2 separate regions of the Pan troglodytes genome follow, and region 2 is linked to region 1. A link is a contact called in public Hi-C data. All regions are on one chromosome and are shown on one strand. The core of a region is the stretch at or near the end of the contact, and the rest is flanking DNA. Distances in the headings are between cores, read along the strand shown. Region 1 overlaps EXOC2 (exocyst complex component 2). Region 2 holds the start of FOXF2 (forkhead box F2).

Evidence for each region. Hi-C and Micro-C count contacts between places; a contact is called where the count stands out from the background.
Region 2: a contact with region 1 is called in a Hi-C map of induced pluripotent stem cells, with 1.7 times the contacts expected there. The contact joins the promoter of FOXF2 here to the enhancer-like site in region 1. A contact is called at or near these places in 3 of 7 Hi-C or Micro-C datasets (blood, induced pluripotent stem cells and stem cell-derived neural progenitor cells) and 1 of 1 other capture datasets (stem cell-derived neural stem cells).

Annotation. Positions count from the first base shown.
Region 1 is chr5:6,537,722-6,542,545 of NHGRI_mPanTro3-v2.0_pri, reverse strand. EXOC2 (exocyst complex component 2) reads left to right here. Exons shown (of 28, transcript XM_016954799.3): 11 at 4,467-4,585. Among named protein-coding and RNA genes, the nearest start is that of HUS1B, 62 kb to the left of the region's middle. Within about 2 kb of position 3,040, at least 3 of the 24 cell types and tissues checked have an H3K27ac peak or open chromatin away from gene starts, as enhancers often do. A contact at or near this core is called in induced pluripotent stem cells, where this site is marked.
Region 2 is chr5:7,331,385-7,336,962 of NHGRI_mPanTro3-v2.0_pri, reverse strand. FOXF2 (forkhead box F2) reads right to left here and starts at 2,868. Exons shown (of 2, transcript XM_001174677.5): 1 at 1,297-2,868. The coding sequence starts at 2,467.

The DNA.
Region 1 (4,824 bases), core at 1,791-4,290:
CTTCATCTGTGAAATGGACATGGTAATCAAATCTGCACCTCAGGATAGTTGCAAAGATAATCAGAAATACATTTAAGGGTTTAATACCTCACCCGGCACATAAAAAGTAGTCAGTAAATTTTATGTACATGTAGTTTATGTCAGGGTTTGGAGATAAAGCATATAAATTTTAAGTTTTTTATATCTGTGATTAAAAATATTCATTTTCTGCTAGGATTTTTTGAGTATGGCCTTTGTTCTCAGAATAAATTATTTTCCAAATTTAATGGTTTTTCCACCTGAATTAGTGAAGTTTATTGACTATTCAGTGGTTGTAAGATGACAGACTGTGTATTTATGAATTCAGCTGTGGTCCCCATGTGACCTCTGAAAATAATGTCTCAGGAGCAGACACAGTGGCCCAGACCTGTGATCCCAGCACGTTGGGAGGCCAAGGCAGGAGGATTGTTTGAGTCTAAGAGTTCAAGACTAGCCTGGGCAATATAGCAAAACCTGGTCTCTGCAAAAAATCAAAAATTAGCCAGATGCGGGGATGCATGCCTGTAGTCCCAGCCACTCAGGAGGCTGAGGCAGTAGGATCTCTTGAGCCCAGGAGTTCGAGACTGCAGTGAGATGTGATCGTACCACTGCACTCGAGCCTGGGTGACAGCAAGATCCTGTCTCTGAAAAGAAAAGACTGTCTTGAAAAGAGCGTCTGGCCTGAAAGCTGCTGTGTGTGCAAGTGTGAACGGGAGAAAAGATCCACACCTGGACCTGTGTCCTAGTGATGAGGCGTACGGCGGGAGTATGAGCCGTCGTCATTGGCAGCACGCTAGCATTGCCCAGGAGGAAGCAAGCAGAGGCAGTAGCGGTGGGATGAAGAGAGGGTGCTGTGTTTGCATGCTGCCACCCCTGCACGTGTGCAGCATGCTCAGGCGCTGTGCGGGATGTGTTCTACATGTCCTCTCTAATCCTGATCACCACCATGAAAGGACGCTTGTGCGGTGCCCATTGTACAGGTGAAAACACCGAAGCTTGCCCAGCACACACAGTGACCCGGGGGACGGGACGCCTGTTTGGCTTCAGAGCCCACTCTTGTTTCTCTCTAAGCTGCCTCCATAAGAAATAATGTATATGGGGGATTTTCCTGGTTTGTAGAATCCTAGAAATGTAAAGCTGGAAATAAACCACACATTTGTTATCCAACTGCTTTATTTTCTACCTAGAAAGCGACAGAGTTGCAGGGAGGTTGAGCGTAGTGTCCAGGACACGCAGCTGGGTAGCGTCAGACGTCCTGAGGCTGCTGTTTCCTGCCCTGCTCCTTCACTGCGTGTGCTTTGTATATTTCTGGCCTGTTTACACTTGTTATGTTAAACTTGCCTATAGTAATGTGTTAAATCTTGTTGAGTGTACAAATTCTTTATGTTGTGGGTTACCATCTATATGGATAACTCATGTGCAGTTTTTATGAGTATATAACTTACTGGATATCGTTTAAAAGGTGGTAGTGCCAAAAAAGATTCTTTTAAGGAGCCTTTTAACTACCATTTTTCCTGTCATCTTAAAGGCAAAAGAGCAAAAATATAAACAAGTCAACAATAGTTTATGTATTTGTTAATGATTATTTTATTTACGATGCTTTGAGAAAATACTGAGCAATTGTTACCTTTTTAAATGAAATTTTTAGTCGCTAAGAAATAGAAAAATAAGATCAGAACCAGGTCAAATACCTGTTGGACTTTGAAATTTATGAGCGTCAAGTAGGAATAGAGATAGCTTTATCATGAACAAAAATGTATTAGTTTTCTTACATAGTCCAGATTATGTGTGGTAGAGGGGAAAATCAGATTACCACTATATTGTCTTACTGTTGTTCACAATTTTTTCTAATATCATTCACTATTTTATCTAATTTAAACCTTCCCTATTCTTCTCCCTCTCCTTATTTCTATCTTGATGTTGGCAGGAAGCAAAGCTCTGCATATTCCTTTCCACAGCAGTGTGATCTTATCCCTGGTAGCTGTGAGAAGATCATGTCAGAATATGACTAAAAACTTCCTTTATTCTTAAATTTTAAAATACTGAGCCTGTGTTAATCATAATTAACATTCTTTACATTGCTTTTTAACCTAAAAAGCCTTTTTAAAAAGTGTTCTTAATATGCAGTTTTAAAAGAAATGGCGATAACATGTATCATTCTAAACAGAGTTTTGAAATGTAACTACTTATTTTTAGCTGCATACTGAAAGGAAACACGAAACTTATTTGAAGAGCCCAGCACAAGTTGTCATGCTTTTGAACTGAGTCTAGAATTTCTAAAAGAACAACTTTATCTTGCTTTGTAAAACTTTTATAAACTCCTTTACTTTAATACCCGTTAATAAGATGATAGAAAAAGTCTTTTGTTATTAGGTTTTGCAAGGACACAGTCAACATTTTAAAGAGACGTATAATGTAAAAAGCCACTAAGCAAAGCTTATTGATTTCTCTTGCTGTACTCCTGGAGAAAGAACCCTTGTACCGAACTGTCTACACTCCTATTCAGTGATTTAAACATTAAAAGGAACACCGTCCCTAAAAGAGTATCTCTTTATTTTACTACTAACACCAAATCTGAGGGCTACGTGAGTGAAAGTGTTAGGAGAAAGCGTTGCAGAGGTGTTGGGAGGCAAAACAAGCCTATTTAGGGAGAACGCTGAAATGCATCATCCCCAGCAAGAAAGCATAGAATCACGTTCTTTGGGAAGAAAGACACAGTGTACTATTTGTTATATTTATCGTTCAGGTAATAAAAGAAGAAAGCCTTGTGTGAGAGAAAGAATCAGACTGCATTTTGGAATCTGAAATGAATCCCCTGTGCCAAGCTAAATGTAACTTGTTAGATTGTAGTTTTCTTCTCAGGATACTATTCTCATTTATGAGGAGGAGTGCTGGTGACTTCTTAATCTGAGTAAAGCTCTTCCTTCTAATTGATCTGCCACTTTCTCAGCACAGAGACGCATCCTGTTTGCAACCTGTAGGTGGTCACAAGGAGGAGGAGATGGCAGCTCTCAGCCACCTCTGGGCAGCCTGAGTGTGGCCCGTCTGTAGATGCCTGGATATCCGGCTCTCCACAGCACCCAGTCCCTCCCCATCAGCTGGGAATGTCAGTGTTCTCAGCATTTTATTTGTTGCTAACATATTACAAAGTGGATTTGTTTCTCCTCTGATTGGCTGCTGATTGAGATACCTGAGTAACACACACTCACTACTGGAGGAATGGGCTGGAAGCATGGGTGCACCCCTGAGGGATTGAGGTCTGGCCCAAGGTCAGCCTGGAGCCATTGATGATGATTTACCACTGAAGAAAAACCTCTAACCCAGAGACAAAGAATGGCATATGGCTTAACAACAGTTTTAAGACAATAAATTCATTTGGACATGCTTTTGGAGTTGATTTAATTGGATTTAGCTTGCTATATTTATATATTTTGTGAGGGCTGAGGGCCAAATCTTAAATAATATTTGACAGAAATTTTTCTATGGAAATAAATGGTCTCTATGGATTTGGGTGTTTTATAGACAAAGACTTGATATATTTTAAGAATATTTAGAAACTAAGAAAAACACCGAACTATACTATATTTCCTAGAGAAATATTTTCTCAGTCGTGAGTGTAGACTTTAGAGGTGAGTGTTGTCACCAAATCTCTTCACAGTTCGGTTAGCCCTCATTTAGCTAGTTTTAGAAAGCGGTGCCATACTGCCATCTCGTGGCCATATTTCATATCAGAAAGGAATTAAAAAACATCTGAAATTTTAAAAGTATTTGCCCAGTATCTGCTGGCTCCCACCTGTGTCTAATATAATGACTCTGAACTAAGTAGAAAAACTCCTGTGAACTAAATATAAATATAAAGAAAAATGCTCATCGAGTAGATAGGATCACTGCAAATTGTCCTTGTCTTTTTACAAAGAGCTGTTTTTAATAGTTTTATCATTTATATGAAAAAATTTTAAAGCTCTGCTGTTTATTTTTTTATTTTTTGTTTGCTTGTTTGTTTGTTTGGAGATGGCGTCTCACTCTGTCGCCCAGGCTGCAGTACAGTGGTGAGATCTCAGCTCACTGCAACCTCTGCCTCTCGGGTTCAAGCGATTCTCCTGCCTCAGCCGCCCGAGTAGCTGAGATTACAGGCTTGCACCAACACACTTGGCTAATTTTTGTATTTTTTTAGTAGCGACGGGGTTTCAGCACGTTGGCCAGGCTGGTTTTGAACTCCTGACCTCAGGTGATCCATCCACCTCAGCCTCCCAAAGTGCTGGGATTACAGGCAGGAGCCATCTCACCTAGCCAAGAAATTCGAATATATTTCATTGAGAATTAAATATTAAAGACTAATATTTGACAGGGGACAAGACTAATTGATAAAATTTTAGCCTTTAAAAAGTCATGATTTTAAAATATGCCAGCATTTCCCTTTGGCCTCAACCTTGGACTTGCTTTTTCAGGTACCTGTCTGACCTTCATGCCCCTGGTGACCCTGCTTGGCAATGCATTGGAGCCCAACACAAGTGGATCCTTCAGCTCATGCACAGTTGCAAAGAGGGCTACGTGAAAGATCTGAAAGGCAAGGATTTCTCTTCCAATGTGTTGTGTGATTCCTTCATGTCATTTTGATACATTTTGGGAATGTTTAATGATGAAGGCACTGACTACCTAATTTACTTGGTATCTCTTATTATTGTCTTTTGCTTGTTTTGTGGTTTTTTTGGCCACTGGTTAGCATTGTACTAATGAAAAGGGACAACTCTTTTATCATGTCTGTTTTTGCGGTTGGTGGACAGCGTTGACGTTTCGGGGCAGGCA
Region 2 (5,578 bases), core at 1,619-4,118, 790 kb before region 1:
AAGGCCGCCTGTATTGGTTACTTGTTGAAATTCCCATAAAATTGAACAAGACTCTGTTCTCAGTGGGTTAAGTCAGGCTAAAATCCTCTCCGGTGTGGTCCTGCCGAGACTGTCTTTGTTTGGTTAACCTCTGAGACCCACATTTAAAAGGCCTATTTGGGAAATTTCACCGTCCAGGGAACCAACATCTTTTGCCCATTTCTGGGCTTCCCTTCTCCCCCGGTACTCCCGCTGCACACCGGCTCAGGAACACATAAAGCATGCATCACCCTCCAAGCCACTGTCTCATTGCTGTGGGAGGCCAGTGTGAGAGAGTAGCTTGGGGCCTTGCCTTTGACTGGCAGGCCCATGAGATTTTAATGTGCAGCCCTAGGTGCTCCGAGTGAGGGGTTAATGTAAGGGTTTATCTCTGTTCTTCAGATTAACCTGGTCAAATATTCAAATTCCCTCTTCCATCCTCACCGTCCCCTCCCACCTTTCACCACCTTCAGCAAGTCAATAAATTTTCATAATCTGCAACCAAACACAATGTAAACCAGCCACACTACAAGTGGCATCCACAGGGCAGGCGCATTTCTCAGGGGAGTCCTAGCAGGGTCCTTCAGGTCCTGCCACCCAGGACCTGTATCATTAATGTGGGTCCATTGTTGGGGGGTGGGGAGGCAGGGAAGGGGAGGAGTCTTCAACAGTTTGGTGACCCCCTCCACTGGCAAATCCTTTAGTGAAAGATCCTTTAGTGAAAGATCCTGGGATCCAGCTCTCTCCCTCCCACCCCCTCCTCTTAACACTTGCCCAGCTGCAAACATCTCCCTACAGACACCCCAACATACAGAACATATCTGATTCTGACATTTACTTCGGGACAAAAGTACAGCAAAATGAACGCAAGGAAAAAATGGGACAAAAGGAACTAGACACAGCTTCCTGACCAAGTTCCCCAAAGGCCACATGCCTTCTCTCAAAGCTGAGTGAGACTCTGAACGGGAGACCTGCAGTCTCCTGCACAGGGATCCCCAAAGAGTCCAGGAAGGCAGGGGACTTTACACCACGCTCAGAGCAGCCAGACAATTCTGAAGCTTCAGCTGCTGGCCAGGGATACTGGGAGGACAGTAAGACCCTGATCCCTGATCCCTGCTCCCACGAATAAGATGCCGGCTTTCCCCAGCATCTGCTTTTCCCAGTGCCCTCAGACCTCCTAGCTTCGGGGTCCCTGTTTGTGGGAGTGGCAGTGGCCGCCAGCCCTGGAGGCCTAGAAGCGATGCGCCCAGCTGGCTGGGCTGGAGCGTGCTGCGTTACCTGAGAGGTCCTCGCGAGCGTTCTGGTGCAAGTAGCTCTGCTCCAGCGAGTAGGAGGACATGCTGGAGTGCAGGCCTGCCGAGGCGGCGGGGTTGCTGCTCGGCGTCAGGGCAGGCGGCTGCTTGAGGTAAGGCGAGGCGCCAGGCGAGCTCCAGTGCGCCGCAGGGCTCGTGTAGGGCGAGTGGCATTCGATGGCGCTCGCCATGGCCGGGGACGAGGGTACCGGGCTGCTGCTGCTGTCCGGCCCGTAGTCTCCGCCGCCGCCGCCGCCGCCGCCCCCGGCCGCACCGACGCCCCCGGGGCCCGCGGGCACCGGGCAGCTGGCCATGTAGGTGGAACCCGGGTTGGGCGACATGTGCGGGACGTGGTGGTGGTGGTGGTGGTGAGGGTGCGCGTGGCTTGGGGCGCCCGCGCCGGCGTCGTAGCCCGCGGGCATCATGTCGAGGCCGCCGTAGCCGCCCTGGCTGTGGCAGCCGAGCGGCGCCGACGGGGGCGCCTGGAAGTCGAAGCCCTGGGGCAGCAGCGACGCCCCGAAGCCCAAGCCGCTCACCACGCGGTGGTACATGGGCTTGAGCGCCTGGCACTTCCGCCTGAAGCCGCGCGGCCGGCGGCGGAACGAGCCCTCCTCGAACATGAACTCGCTGGCCGGGTCGATGGTCCAGTAGTGGCCCTTGCCGGGCCGCCCGAGGCCCTTAGGCAGCTTGATGAAGCACTCGTTGAGCGAGAGATTGTGGCGCACGGAGTTCTTCCAGCCCTGGTAGGCGCCGCGGAAGAAGGGGAAGCGCGCCTGCAGGAACTGGTAGATCTCGCTGAGCGTCAGGCGCTTGCTGGGCGAGCTCTGGATGGCCATGACGATGAGCGCGATGTACGAGTAGGGCGGCTTCTCGGGCCGCCGCAGCCCCGAGCTCGCCTTCTTGGCGCCCCCGCTCCCGGCGCCCGCGCCGCCGCCGCCCGTACTCTTGCAGGCAGCCGAGGGGGCGCTGGCCGAATTGGAGGAGGACGAGGACGAGGCGCAGGAGGCGGAGGAGGACGACGAGGAGGAGGAGGTGGTCTCCAGGGCGGCGGCGGCGGCGGCGGGCGGCGGGCTCATCAGGGCGGCCTGGAGCGCGCCGGGGACCGGGCTGCACGCGCGGCGGAGCGGGGCCGGCGGCGGCCCGCCCTCGGTGGTCATCTGGGACCCGGGAGCGAGGCCGGGCCGCGAGGGCGGGCCCCGGGCGGGGAGCGGAGGCGCCGGAGCGGGGTCGGCCCAGAAGCCCTGCGAGCGCCCTAGCCCGCCGCCCGGGCTGCAGCCGTGGCCACTCCGGGCCAGCGCTTCGGCGTCGCCTCCCTCAGCTCCTCTGGGGCTTCTGGCGGCGGCGGCGGCGGCGGCGGCGGGCGGGAGGCAACGCCCGGCGCATCCCTCCCCGAGCCGCGGGCCCTGCCTTGCGCAACGGCCTCCCAGGCCGCGGGGCCGAGCGGCCGGCGCCGGGCAACTGCGCCCGCGAGTGGGACCGCGGCCTGGACCCCGGGGACGAGCCCGACGTCTCCCTTCAGGAGCGCTCCTCGCTCTGTCTCTCGGACTTCCTCCCTCCCTCGCCCTCCCCGGCCGCCCTCCTCGCTCCCTCCCTCCCTCCCTCCCTCCCTCCCCCTACCCCGCCCTGCCCCCTCCTCGCTCCGCGCCGCCGCGGGGAGGGCGCGCTCGGGCCGCCGCGCTCACTCCTCCCCCTCCCGACCTGGCGGCCGCCTCCCTCTCTTATCTCGCTCCCCGCTCTCCAGGGTCTCCTCGCTCTTTTCATTCCTCTCGCGGCCTCTTCCCCATTCCCTCACTCACCGTCTTTCAAATTGAGGGATCACAGACTCACTCCCGTTTTGCTAAGGGGGCGACCCCCACCCCTCGCAAAACTCGACCACCTCTGACTTCATGAAATATTCTTTCTGTTTGCCCCCTACAGCAACCCCCGCTTCCCATCCCAGGACCCTGCCGCCCCCCGCGGAGTGGACCCAGCCCCGCCCCCCCGCCCCCCCTTCCTCCTCCTGGCCCGCCGGGCCGAGTGGTGCTGCTGCGGGTGCGGCTGCTCGGAGCCTCCCTGGCCGCCCTCCCCAGGGCCGATACTGACTCCATCTGTCAACTTCGTTTAGACTTTGCCGCCCTCAGCCACACGCCGGGGTGCCAGACGCCCAAAGGTAACGTGCCAATCCTCTCTCTTTCTGGCAGGGCCTGCAGGCTCCCCGACAATTGTTAGGGCGACTGGGGGCCGCCGCAGGGTTGCGGGCCGCTGGCGATCGTGGACGTTTTCGGAACTTTGAGCAGAGGGATTTAGACTGAGAAACCTAGGCCAAGTTTCAAAGACTCTGGAAACCTGGATCTCATGGGACTTAGGGTTGCATTTGCTTCCACTTCTTCCCCTCACCCCCACGCCCCAGTTAGTGTTCTGTAAGAAAAAAGTGCAGAAGAAAAAGAAAGAAGAAGGAAGGAAGGAAGAAAAGAAAGAAAGAGAAAGAAAAAGAAAGACCCTGAGATAAGCGAGATGGCTATATTTATAGTCAGTCCTGAAGGGGTGTGCAGCTGTCACTAGGTTTACATCCTCCGTCTTAACATTGCCCACCCAAAACTGTGCCAGGTCTCAGCTAACTCCTGTCCGAGAACACTTCTCCCCAGTTGTGGCTAATTCCTCCCTAAGTAAGAGTCACGCTCTGAGAGAGATGTGCCCTCGGGAGCAATCACTTCCAATGAGACCCGACAGTTAGTTATTGGATTACACGTGCAGGGAAATGTAGTCCGACCAGGGATAGGAGCTGGGAGAGGGAGGAGGAGAGCAGGAGGCCGGAGCTGGCGGGGCCTCCCAAGGGCTGAAGGGGGAGGCCCAGAAAGAAGGTGCTGCAGACCAGCGGACCAAACAGGAGGCAGAGCTGGGCACCCCGCTGCGTCTAGGCTGAAAGGACCGAGGTGCACGGGTGTGCCTGCTGGGGAGCCTGGGGAGTTGCAGGAGGCAGGAGAAAGGGAGGTTGTGCAGTAATCAGGAGGGAGACACCAGGCAAAGAGCCTTCACAGCCGCACAGCCTAGGCAGGCCCCTTGGGGCGGCTGGAGCCCTGTGTGCCCCTGGAGTGCCAGGGGACTGCTCCTGGCTGAGTGTGCTGGTGGGGCTGTAGATGCAGAGAGGGCGGGTGGGGAGGGGAGGGGTATGTGGGAGGGGGGTGGGCCGGGGCTGGCCCCAGACAGTGACCTGAGGTTGAGTGGAAGCAGGCTTTTTCCATCAAACCCTGCCTGGATACCACACACAGAGACCGAGTGTCAGTTTACTGCCCTGAGCCGGCTCCTTCTCCCTAAGCTCCACAGTAATTAGACAAAGAAAACCTAAATTAGCTGAACAGGCGTCGACAGCTTCCTCCAGAGCACCCCTGGTACCTACATGGGAATGTGTCCGAAAATGGCTTGATTGTAGCCGAGAGTCAGCTAAGAAAACACCGCCAAACCGAACTCAGTTTACCACTCATTTCCAATAGAAAAAAGAAACAAGTCGCTCTTTTCCGGGTGGGATGTTTTGATTGGGTTGGGGTAGGGCTTTGCAGTTGTTTCCACTTTCTAAGAATTTCTGACTGACTGCTGAGCGTTTTTGGGGGGTGCGTCCCCATATATTTCATGGTATTTTTTTCTCTTGACCTCATTTGTCATTTTATGTGGAATAACTTAAAAATACATAACTAAATATAAAAGTAAATATAATGTGTTCACTAAACCAATGCTCTAAGTGCCTAAAATATAATTATTTTCATAAAATAGAAGCTGGAGTGGGGAGGACAGATAGGATCTTAAAGGAGCTCTACTGACACAGAGTTCAGTGTGTGTGTGTGTGTGTGTGTGCTTTAAATGGAAAGAGCCCAGGGGAGAAGCTTGTGGGGGAAAAGGACAATTATCTCATTTGTAGGTGGGGGCGGTGGGCAATGGGCTTTGGAAACATTCAGTACTCATTGTCACTTAGCCATGGACTCTCTCTGATTCTCTGTGCCTGAAAATTCTATGTATTTGGATCTCAGGGAAATACAGATCCAACTTTTTAAGCACAGGCCTTAAAAGGTTTTAGGACCCGGAGACTGAAGAATAAAAGGCGCTAACCTTAAAATCCAGGCAAGACCAGTGATAACCTTCTGTACTAGTAGCTCCCAGTTTTGGGGTTATGGGGTCATCCTCTGAGAACACGATGGAAGCTATGGAGCCAGTTTCCAGAAAAATACTTCCAACTTGCCTGAGATTTTAGGAAGTCCACAGGTACTCATTAAAACAAACAAGGAAACAAGCAAAAA